3 separate regions of the Mus musculus genome follow, and regions 2 and 3 are each linked to region 1. A link is a contact called in public Hi-C data. All regions are on one chromosome and are shown on one strand. Each heading gives the region's core, a stretch centred on a gene start, on an enhancer-like site or on the middle of the called end of the contact. The rest is flanking DNA. Distances are from core to core; before and after follow the strand shown. Region 1 overlaps 1500002F19Rik (a long non-coding RNA gene). Region 2 overlaps Lhpp (phospholysine phosphohistidine inorganic pyrophosphate phosphatase). Region 3 overlaps Fam53b (family with sequence similarity 53, member B).

What was found. Hi-C and Micro-C count contacts between places; a contact is called where the count stands out from the background.
Region 2: a contact with region 1 is called in a Hi-C map of muscle stem cells, with 2.0 times the contacts expected there. The contact joins two enhancer-like sites. A contact is called at or near these places in 15 of 39 promoter capture datasets (the 3T3-L1 cell line, the C10 cell line, the HPC-7 cell line and 9 more), 5 of 484 Hi-C or Micro-C datasets (the HPC-7 cell line, cardiomyocytes, colorectal tumor organoids and 2 more) and 7 of 115 datasets of contacts at active chromatin or transcription factors (the HPC-7 cell line, T-cell acute lymphoblastic leukemia, double positive thymocytes and 1 more).
Region 3: a contact with region 1 is called in a Hi-C map of cerebellum, with 1.6 times the contacts expected there. The contact joins two enhancer-like sites. A contact is called at or near these places in 1 of 15 datasets of contacts at CTCF or cohesin (large pre-B cells), 5 of 484 Hi-C or Micro-C datasets (the CH12 cell line, cerebellum, embryonic stem cells and 2 more) and 2 of 115 datasets of contacts at active chromatin or transcription factors (embryonic stem cells and regulatory T cell precursor).

What each region holds. Positions count from the first base shown.
Region 1 is chr7:132,891,100-132,894,511 of GRCm38.p6, forward strand. All of the region lies in intron 1 of 1500002F19Rik (a long non-coding RNA gene), which reads right to left. Among named protein-coding and RNA genes, the nearest start is that of Gm46003, 4.1 kb to the right of the region's middle. Within about 2 kb of position 1,557, at least 29 of the 459 cell types and tissues checked have an H3K27ac peak or open chromatin away from gene starts, as enhancers often do. A contact at or near this core is called in cerebellum and muscle stem cells, where this site is marked.
Region 2 is chr7:132,670,875-132,674,286 of GRCm38.p6, forward strand. All of the region lies in intron 6 of Lhpp (phospholysine phosphohistidine inorganic pyrophosphate phosphatase), which reads left to right. Among named protein-coding and RNA genes, the nearest start is that of Lhpp, 62 kb to the left of the region's middle. Within about 2 kb of position 1,752, at least 135 of the 459 cell types and tissues checked have an H3K27ac peak or open chromatin away from gene starts, as enhancers often do. A contact at or near this core is called in muscle stem cells, where this site is marked.
Region 3 is chr7:132,757,889-132,761,300 of GRCm38.p6, forward strand. It overlaps Fam53b (family with sequence similarity 53, member B), which reads right to left. Exons shown (of 5, transcript NM_001381858.1): 4 at 1,501-2,279. Among named protein-coding and RNA genes, the nearest start is that of Fam53b, 54 kb to the right of the region's middle. Within about 2 kb of position 1,668, at least 6 of the 459 cell types and tissues checked have an H3K27ac peak or open chromatin away from gene starts, as enhancers often do. A contact at or near this core is called in cerebellum, where this site is marked.

The DNA of each region.
Region 1 (3,412 bases), core at 307-2,806:
TTCCACCTCCCAGCTTGTGTCAGGTCACGTGGGCTCAGAAATGTGCCTGGCCGTTCTAAAGAAATGAATTTTGCCATGTAGTGGCCCTGCACACCTAAAAGCCCAGCAGTTGGGAGGCAGAGCCAGGTGGATCTCTGAGTTCAAGGCCAGCCTGGTCTACAGAGTGACAAGCCAGGTCTACAAGGACAACCAGGGCTACACAGAGAAAACCTGTCTCAAAACAAAACAAAACAAAAACCAAATAATCAAACAAATAAACAACAACAACAAAATAATTGAGTTTTAGGGCTGGGATAGAGTACTGTAGTAGCACACAGGAAGCCCATGGCTCATTCCTGGCACTGCATAAATCAGGTACGGTGGTAATATGCTTATAATCCCAGCACTCGGGATATAGAAGAAGAAAGGTCAGAAGTTCAGCTATATGGAAAAGTGGAGGATGGCCAGAATATGTGAGACACTGAGTCAAAACAAAGAAAAAAGAACCTGGGGAGGTAGCTCAGTGGGTAGGAACACTTGCTGTGCAGCTATGAGGACCTGAGATCAAATCCCCCAGAGCCATGTAAAAAAACACTCACTCATATACACCTGTAACCCCAGCTCTGAGGATGGGGAGGCAGAGACAGGAGGATCATGGGGTTTGCTGGCTACTAGCCTAGCCCAAAAGTTCCACATTCAATGAGAGACCTAATATCTAGGAGATTAGGTGGAGAGTGACAGAGTAAGATGCCTAATGTCTCCCTCTGGCCTCTCTCTGTGTATACACCTGTACACTCATGCACTTTTTAAAATGTAATGCAATTTTCCTTAAATAGCTGCCTGGCTAGTGGCTACAACACTAGGCAGCCAAGGATGCTTTGCGCTTGTCTCTTAGGGAGACCAGAGATGCTGGCATGCATCATGATGTACCCAATGTCCCAAAGCTGCTGAAAAATCCAGGAGGATGCCTCCTGCCTCCTCTACAGCTGCTCTCAATCAAGATGGGCTCAGTGAAAGCTAGCCTGGGAAAGGGTAGTCTGCCCTAGATAGACATAAACAAAGAGCAGAAACATTCAAATGTTCTGGAAGCCCCACAGGGCTTGGCAGCCAGTTTAGGAAGTGCGGCTGTCCTTGCCCAACCTGAGATGCCCTTCACAGTGTCCTGGCACGTCCAGTGTATGCGGGCAAGAGCCAGACACGGGCAAAGGTACCACACCTGGGGCAGCAGCAACCTCTGGGACCCTCCTGACCAGCACAGTCGCTCTCTCCCCCACCAGCCCAGCTTGGCTGGGGAAGGCCACCTGCAGTGGGGGGTGACGGCCATCTCAGCAGTTAACCCAGATTCCCCCTGCACATTCCCTCAGCCTGCCCACACAGATACCCAGGTGGAGGAGCAGATTAATCCAGCTCTGTATCCGGGGGCTGGCACTCATATCTTCATCTACCAGGGAGAGTGGGCTGAGTTATGGGCAAGGCTGATGACATCCAAGCCCTCAGGAGCAGAGGTGGGTGGAAGAGAGTCCTGGCACCTCTTTCAAACCATCTGCTCCCAACCAAACCACGTGAGTACAGCAGAGTGTTCCAGGCACCCTGAGACCAGGCAGGAGCAGTGTCCAGCCCACTCCTTACCCCACTCGCCCCTTTACTTCCCCACCCCTTCCTGCTCTCTTCCTTTCTTCCCCTTCTCTTTTGTTCAGGTAAGTTTTTAATCGAGGTATAATGAGCACAGAAGAGGACACAAATCATGAACATACAGAATCCTCCCGGTCACCTCGGCTAGGTAACTGGCCTGAAGATCAAGAACTAGGACACAGGGGTGGAGAGAGTTCAGCAGTAAAGAGCACTAGTTCGTTCAGAGAACTCCAGCACTCACATGGTGATTCATAACCATCTGATGCCCTCATCTGACCTCCCTGGGCACTAGGCACACATGTGGTGCATATATATATACATATGCTGAACATTCATAAACATAAAAATAAATAAACGATAAAGGAAGGAAATACACTGGGCTTGAGAAGTCCCCTTCCTGTCCCTTCCTGGCCGTTAACTGAATCTTAGGATTACCATTGCCGTGACAAAACATGATGACCAGAAGCAGCGTGGGGAAGAAAGGGTTTATTTCAGAGTCTGTTCCACATCACAGTCCATCATCAAAGGAAGTCAGGGCAGGAAACTGAAAGAAAAACAAAAGTTAGCAATGGAAAAATACTGCTTACTGGCTTGCTCTCCATGGCTTGTTCAGCCTGCTTTCTTATACTACCCAGGAGTACTTGCTAGATTAGCACCACCCACAATGGGCTGTGTCCTTTTTTGTAGAAGTTCTGTCAGACTGAAGAAGTCAATTTACTATAAACCTACCCCTAGTTTTAAAATTATTTATTTTTAGACCATTATTTTACATTGATTGATTGATTGATTGATATATGTAGGGATGTGTTGTCCACACTACATGTAGTCAGTGCCCTCACAGGTTAGAATAGGGTGTCAGATCCCCTGGACTGGAGTTGTAGCTGACTGTAAGCTGTCACGTGGGTGCTGAGACTCAAGCCTGGGTTCTCTGTTAGAGCAGCCAGTATTCTTAAACAATGAGCTGTTTCTCCAGGCCCCAAATTGTTATTTGTTTAATAATTTATTTTTATTATTATTTTGTGTACAGTGATGTTTTAAACATGTGTGTATGTGTGAGAGTGTCAGATCCCCTGGAACTAGAGTTATAGAAAGTTAAGTTGCCATGTGGGTACTGGGAATTGAACCTGGGTCCTCTGGAGGAATAGCTAGTGCTCTTGACTGCTGAGCCATCACTTCGGCGTCAGTTGTTGATATGCTGTTATTTAATTTTATTTGTATGCGTGTTTTGCCTGTACACATGTCTGTTTACCATGTGCATGCCTCATGTCCTCAAAACTCAGAAGAGGGAATCAGATTGCCTGGGGCTGGAGTTACAAACAGTTGTGAGCTTCCATATGGGTACTTGAAATTGAACCTGGAAGAGCAGCCAGTGCTCCTAACCACTGAACCATCTGAGGTGGTTTGAATGGCCCTCATAGGCTCATATATTTGAATGCTTAGTCACCAGAGAGTGGCACTATTTGAAATGATTAGAAGGCCTAGGAGGTGTGGCCTTATTGGAGAAAGTATGTCACATTTTTTGAGGTTTCAAAAGCCCATATCAGGTCCAGTCTCTCAGCTACTTCTCCAACATCATGTCTGCCTCCGTGCTCCCCATCATGATGATAATGGACTAACATCTGAAACTTCAGGAAAGCCCACAATTAAATGCTTTCTATTATAAAAGTTTCCTTAGTCATTACGTCACTTCACAGCAATAGAACAATGACTAAGAAGCCATTTCTCTATCCCATATTTTATTTTGCTTTATGTACATCTTTCTGAGTGTATTCCACACGTGTACAGGTACCCATAAAGGCCA
Region 2 (3,412 bases), core at 502-3,001, 220 kb before region 1:
GGCAGTATTGGGCCTCTGTTGCCCTCTGACCCTTGGGAAAGACTGACCTGATGCTGAAGGTAGCCAAGTGGGATCTGGGTGCACCTGCTAGGATGTGTGCTCGCTGACTCCAGCTGCACCGTGTCCTCTAGTCCCTTCACTGTGGGTTCCAGGCTTCAATCCAGGGACCTGGCTAGCTTCCCTAGGGCCCACACCCTTCCAGCCAGGCCATAACCCAAGCGGTATTGATAGAATGGCCACCCACCAAGTCAGCAGTGAGGCCAGTAGGGAGGAGGCCTAAGAGAAGGGTACTAGGCTGGAACTATTTCATGCAGCCTATGATTGGATCCTGGAGGACGCTCTCAGCAGCTCTGCAGTGGCCCATGAACCTGAAAGGCTGCTTCTTAGAGCACTAGCAATCGTTGTCCCCTGCACTGTCCTCAAGGGCACCTGTTTAGGATATGCAGTGCCAGCTCTGGATTTCACAGTGGGTACCATGTGTCAGTCTCATCCATGACAACCTAGCACATAAATATGAGAAGCTTCCAGACCCTTAGGCCAACATGAAGCCCGTCTTTGCATGCCTGCATCCAGTCATGATGAACCTTAGAGTACACGTTACTGAGACCCTTTGTGCCGAGCACCAGGTCAACCTAGTTAAGGCTGATAACAAGAAACTAAAGAGATGGACCTCTGTGAATCGGAGCCAAAGGGGACATCTTGTAAAGCAGTTGGTTGCAGTTGTGTCGTGGTAAAGCACTGTGGCAGCGACTCTCAGTCTAAGATGTCATCAAAGAGAATGTCAAATGCAAGAAAGGAACAAATAAAAAACATGACTCAAAAAAAAAAAAAATCAACTACATAGAGGCTGGAGAGATGGCTCAGTGGTTAAGAGCACTGACTGCTCTTTGGTCCTGAATTCAATTCCCAGCAACTACATGGTGACTCACAACCATCTCTAATGGGATCAGATGGCCTCTTCTGGCCTGTCTGAAGACAGCGGCTGTGTCCTCATACACATAAAATAAATAAAAATAAATCTCAGAAAAGAAAACCAGCTACATAAACAAAGACGCCCTGTGAAGAATCCTGGTGATCATGGAGGTGCTTCCACCCCAGTGAGGTCAGCACGCTGGCTTTGACAGCGAGATGCTGCTGTTAGGGCGAATTGAGTAACTTAGATTTCTTACAACTCTGGGTGAATCTACACATACCTTGGGAAGTTTACTGACAGTGTATCAAGAAAGAAAATAACCCTTGCATGTAGCATACTAAGGAGATGGCTTCAGTGACCCAACGTAGATGCTAACAATGGGCCTTGAACACATGTTACATGGGGAGGGAGTTTCAGAGTTGCAGAGGTAGGGGCTTGGAGTCAGCCAGCTGTCTGTCTGTCTGTCTGTCTGTCTGTCTGTACATGGGTGTCAGCATCCTTCATGCAGGCATTTGTGGAGTATCTGCTAGGGGTGAATGCTGGACACACGCCCTGCTTCCCCAGTGGGAGGTGGCAGGGTATGGAGTGATTCTGGGCTGGGAGGTATGCCCAGCTGTGGAATCGGAGAGAGTTTTCTTCCTGTTTCTAAATTCCAAAGTTTGGTAGAGTTACATTATTGTTTATTAAGGAAAAGGTTGGATATTGAAAAAGGAAGCCACCTGGTCGATCTCATGTGGCCTGGGAAGCCATTTGGCAGCTGCTCTGGGCTGGAAGGCCTGACCTGCCAAGCTGTGAGAGAACTCGTGACTGGTGCAACTGTTGTGCTGCTGGGCTCTGCCCTGACTTCCCCTGACACGCCCTGTTCCAGCCTGCACTCCCATCAGGCACCAGACCAGAGAGCACTTGAGTGAAGCCACAGCTGTCATAGAAGACAGTGCTGGTTCCACAGCAGTGCCGTCACCCTGTGGTGTGGCTTGTGCCCTGCACCACACGTCTCTAGTGCCCTGTACTGTGCTCCATAAGCATCAGTGAGACCCATCTGAGGCTATGAAGAGACTTCCTCCCTGCCACCCTCGCTCTCCTTCTCTTGGCTTGTAGCATGCCAAGAAACCGTGTGGGTGGGGAGTTTCAGGTTTACAGTACCTTTTGGCTACACTGGAGGGTTTTGCCTGTCTGCCCACTTGTTCTACATCTGCCTACAGAAGTGAGAGCCATCTTCCCTTGCCATCCTTCAGTGGGAGTCTATAAAAGAGTGAAGACCCTTGGGCCAGTGAGATGGCTCATTTACTAGAGGGGCTTGCTGCCAAGCCTGCCAACCTGAATTATAAATTCCTGGGATCTTCATGGTAGAAAGAGAGAAGCATTTTTGTTTTTAAAATCTGTCCTCTGACCTCCACACACACCCTTGGCATGGGTTCTATGACATATGTATCATCCAATAAATTAAAAAAAAGTTTCAGGTATTTTTTAAATTAAAATATAATTACATCATTTTCTTCCTCCCCTTTCCTTCTTCCACCCCTGCTCTTCTCACCTCCCAATCTCTCAAATTCATGACCCCCCTTTTTTTAAAGAGAGAAAGAAAGAAAGAAAGGAAGGAAGGAAGAAAGAAAGAAAGAAAGAAAGAAAGAAAGAAAGAAAGAAAATGTTTGTAAAAAGAATATAGGCATCTATGCACAAGCTGTAATCTCCCAAATACAACCACCAGTGTGTCTCTGCTGCAAGATTTATTTATTTATTTATTTATTTATTTATTTATTTATTTATTTACTTACTTACCTACTTACTTATTTGGGTTTCTCTGTGTATCCCTGGCTGTCCTGGAACTCACTCTGTAGACCAGGCTGGCCTTGAACTCAGAAATCTGCCTGCCTCTGCCTCCCAAGTGCTGGGATTAAAGGCGTTGCAGGCTCTGCTGCAGGTTTTATTTAGGGTTATGGTTTAGTTCCCAGCACTATTTTAAAGTCTGTATCTAGATATCCAGGCTATCACTCAGATCTTGTGTCCTTTGGGGTCTGGTTGCCAGGTTTGATGATGGGCACCTCTAATCCCAGTGCTGAAGAGGCAGTGGGCTACATGGCAACCCCAACAGTAACAAGGAAGCAAGAAGGGAGGGGTGGGGCGAGAACTTGCTGGCACATCCAGGTAGAAGCATCCCATTCATTGTCTCAGGACAGTGACCTTGCTGAAGGTCAGGCGGCAGCTAAGGAGGATGGCTGACAGAGCCAGGACCAAGGCTGCTGACTTCCAGCTGCAGCCGACATGATCTGGTTACAAGAGTGAAGGAGAGAAACCTTTCTGCCTTCAGGAGCCAAGAAAACCAAGGCAACAAAGGCGAGGGCGACCTCTGCTGTCCTCGGAGGGCCTCGGTTACCAGGCTCGGAGGCCCATCCTGTCCCTGGGTGGCCTGGAACTCCAGCCTTGGCAGCTGTGCAGTGTTTGTTATGGGCAGTTACCATGCCACCCTCTGGTATCTCAGCGAGAGAGGCCCAGGGACAG
Region 3 (3,412 bases), core at 418-2,917, 130 kb before region 1:
GAAACTTCTTGGTATCCAACATATGTGCTCAGTTACAGTCCAGTGAGTAAGCCAGAAAGATCTCCCACACAGGAAGAAGGAAGAGACTCTCACGGAGCCAAGACAGAAGTCATGGAACCTGGACATGGAAAGGGGCAGAACTCTGTCCCAAGTTGACCAGTGGGCGCAGGGGTGGCACAAGCACATCACCACTTGTCTCCAGTTGTCCTGGACATGGACTGGGCTCATATGTGAAAGAGGCTCAAAATTCTGGGCTCTGAGGCCACCTCAGATGCAGATACTTGCACCTTGTCTTCAGTGGGGGACTGACAGGCTTAGAGAATTAAAGGAACAGAGGGTAACCCCATGCATGGAGATATCTTTGTTGTAAGTAGACGGCTCCACTGCAGAAGTGTGTGTGCGTTTGTGTTTGTGTATACGCACCTGTGTATGTACGTGCATGTGCATGCGTGTGTGCACGCCTGTGTAGTAAGGGAACTGAAGACTGCTTGCTTGCTGGTTATACCTGCCTGGTACAGAACAGGCACTATGAGCCTGCCTGCCTTGGGTCTGCCCATGGTCTGAAGAGCTTGACCAACTCTCCAGAGAACACTCCCTCACTAGCAAACAGATCTTCACTTCCTCAAACCAAACAATAATCAATGTTTTTATACATAACACCCAAAACTGATACTCACGCCATGGCACTGAGCAAGAGGCTCTTCCAGGTAGGCACAGAGTTGGTAGTGCCATGTTTTTCCCACCAGAGCCACCCATCCTAGAGTTAATGGTCACAAGGACCAATGTCACATACAGCACAGACCTTACCATCTTGGTCACATCCTATGACCTCTATAGCAGGCACCAAATGTAGCCAGCCCTCAGGCTTTGATAACTGTCCTGCTGATGGCTTCTAACTCCAAGCCCATCCTCCTCAGATCAATACCCAAGAGAAGTGCTGGCACAATGCTGGACTCCAAGACAAAGAGGACAACACAGAGGAACAGGAGCACGTGGGAGAGGCTCCTCCCACAACCAGTGCTAACTGTTGCAGACTAATAATTTCTGAGTGGTCTAACTGTTTGACAGTTCCCACCTTCCCTAACGTCATTACCCATGGCTCTGATCTAGGGATCAGCGTAATCCGAGTGATACTGAACACTGGTGGGTGGGTTTCCAGGAGAGGAGGTACCAGCAAAGGACTAGAAGAGGATTAATTAGTGTTTGGTCACACAGGACTCCTAGCCAATGCCTGCCTCTCACCATCTGTCTGCTCTTGTTCCACTAGCAATGAGCTTAACAGGGAAAGAACATGCCTCCTTTTAAATGGAGAAAACCAGGTACTTAAAACTTAAAAGAACAGAAACGAAACCTTTGAAATTTTTTCTTTTTTTTTTTTTAGGGAACTGACTCCTAAACATGTCTGAAAGTCACTGTGCACTTAAGCGGCTGGACCAGGAACAGAATCCCAGAAACAGTGAGGTGTTTCTGGAGTCTATTCTAGGCCACTGGGGCACTTACCTGTGCCATCTTGGCAAGGTCTAGAGAAGGTCTTTGCTCCTGCACTTCATCCGGACGCCGCCGTTTCACACCGATCTTCTTGTCATTAAGGACACAGGGCTGAGAGCGGCTGCGGGCAAGCCCACTGGAGCGTCTTGCCAGCTCTGGCGTTGAGGCAGGTGTGCTGTTGGCTGAGGGGGGACAGTATTCTGGGAAGGAAAACTGCTCATGCGAGCAAGAGAGGGACCGCTGCAGGTCCAGCCGGCCCCCTCCCACTGGGTGTGGGTCTGGGCTCCAGCTATCACCCGCCTGTCCACAGGGGGCTGAGCCTGGTGCTCCTTGGCAGGGTTGCCCCCCAAAGCGGTGGTGCAGGCTCGACTGGTGGCAAGGTGAAGAGAGCCCATTGGCCCTGGCAGGGAGGCTGAAGCTAGAGCTCCGCTGCATGGGGCTGACGCCATTGGAGTAGCGCTGGACGCTGCCTCCGCTGTAGCATCGTCTCTTCTCCACGGGAGTCCAGACTTTGGACCCCAAGGGCCGCCATGACGTCCGGCAACTGGACATCTCATCAGAGAAGGATAGTGACCGGCACTGGCGTTTGCTGGGAGGAGCTGAGGGGTTCCCATTGTGGTCATTTATGTTGAGGTCTTTGATTAGGCTGGTCACCGCACAGGCAGTCACTGCCTCCTGGTGCCACAGGGAGCCATCCTGACACTTTTCAGGCAGACATTCCCAGATGCTGGCGCTTGGCTGGTCAATCTGAAGAGGGCATTTTCTATCCAGGTCTCGCCATCTGTCATTTTCTGGTGCATAAATACAAAGAGAAAATAGGATCTGAGAGGCCTTCACAACAGCATTCTGTTCCTTTGTGAACAGCCTGTGTGCAACGTAGCCCTTGGCACCAGAAAGGTCCTCATAAACCAGCCAGCTCAACCTTACTTTATGGATGAAAACTGAGGCCCAGAGAGGAGGAAGGCCCAAGGTGCCCAGTTGGAAGCACAAGGCCAGAGATCCAGACCCAGGCCTGCGGTCCTTGATGCAGCTTCCTTCCCAGCATCCCAAATCCAGACCTGCCTGTCCCTGGAGTTCCTGATCCAGCTTCCCTCCCAACATCCCATGCTGTCTCCCGTGATGGTAACGTGTCCTGAGCTCTGCGCCAGTTGGTGGCTGAGTCAGGGGAGCTGTGCAAGTTAGCACCAGCAGAAGACCATGATCAACACTAGGCCTTGGCCACTTCAGATGGTCACAGTCAAAATGGGGCTGGGGTTTGCCTTGGAGCAAAATGTTCAACAGTTTCAGAAAACAGCTGCCAATCACAGCGCTTGTTTTCATTTTCATTTGATTTCTTGATGAAACTGAGGATATGTAAAGCAGGTGAAATGGGTAAGAGTAACATTTAGGCCACAGACAGCGTGATGTAAGAGCAGGCAACTCTGTTTGAATGCATGAGTCCACGGGCTAGCCCGACTGTGGAATGCAAGATCTGAACCTGAACTTTTATTTCAGTAAAATCTTACGAACAAATTATTGTTTTACCACTATAGTCTCAGACATTCTGGGAATGTTAGGAGACGAAAGTTCCTGTTCTCAAATTTACAACACAAAAAAAAAAAAAATGCAAAAATGAGAAGCACCTGCTGTCCACTCAGCCCTATCTCTGCTAATCTGAATATATGTTTTAGTTGGCAAATGTGACAGCTTGAGTCAGGTGGTCAGTGGACCTGAAATAAAGCTGAAAATGGCTTGAACTAAGTTATTTAAAGGTCCCACTGACACCCACAGCAATTCAGACCACTCACTGGGCATCCTTCTTGGACCATAATATCCACACAGCACACTACCCAGTGCAATACAGCTATATGGCTCAGTAAAAACCCAGGCCAGTCTGACATTGACCTGGCTTCAAGATACTTATTATACAGGGAAAATGTAGATG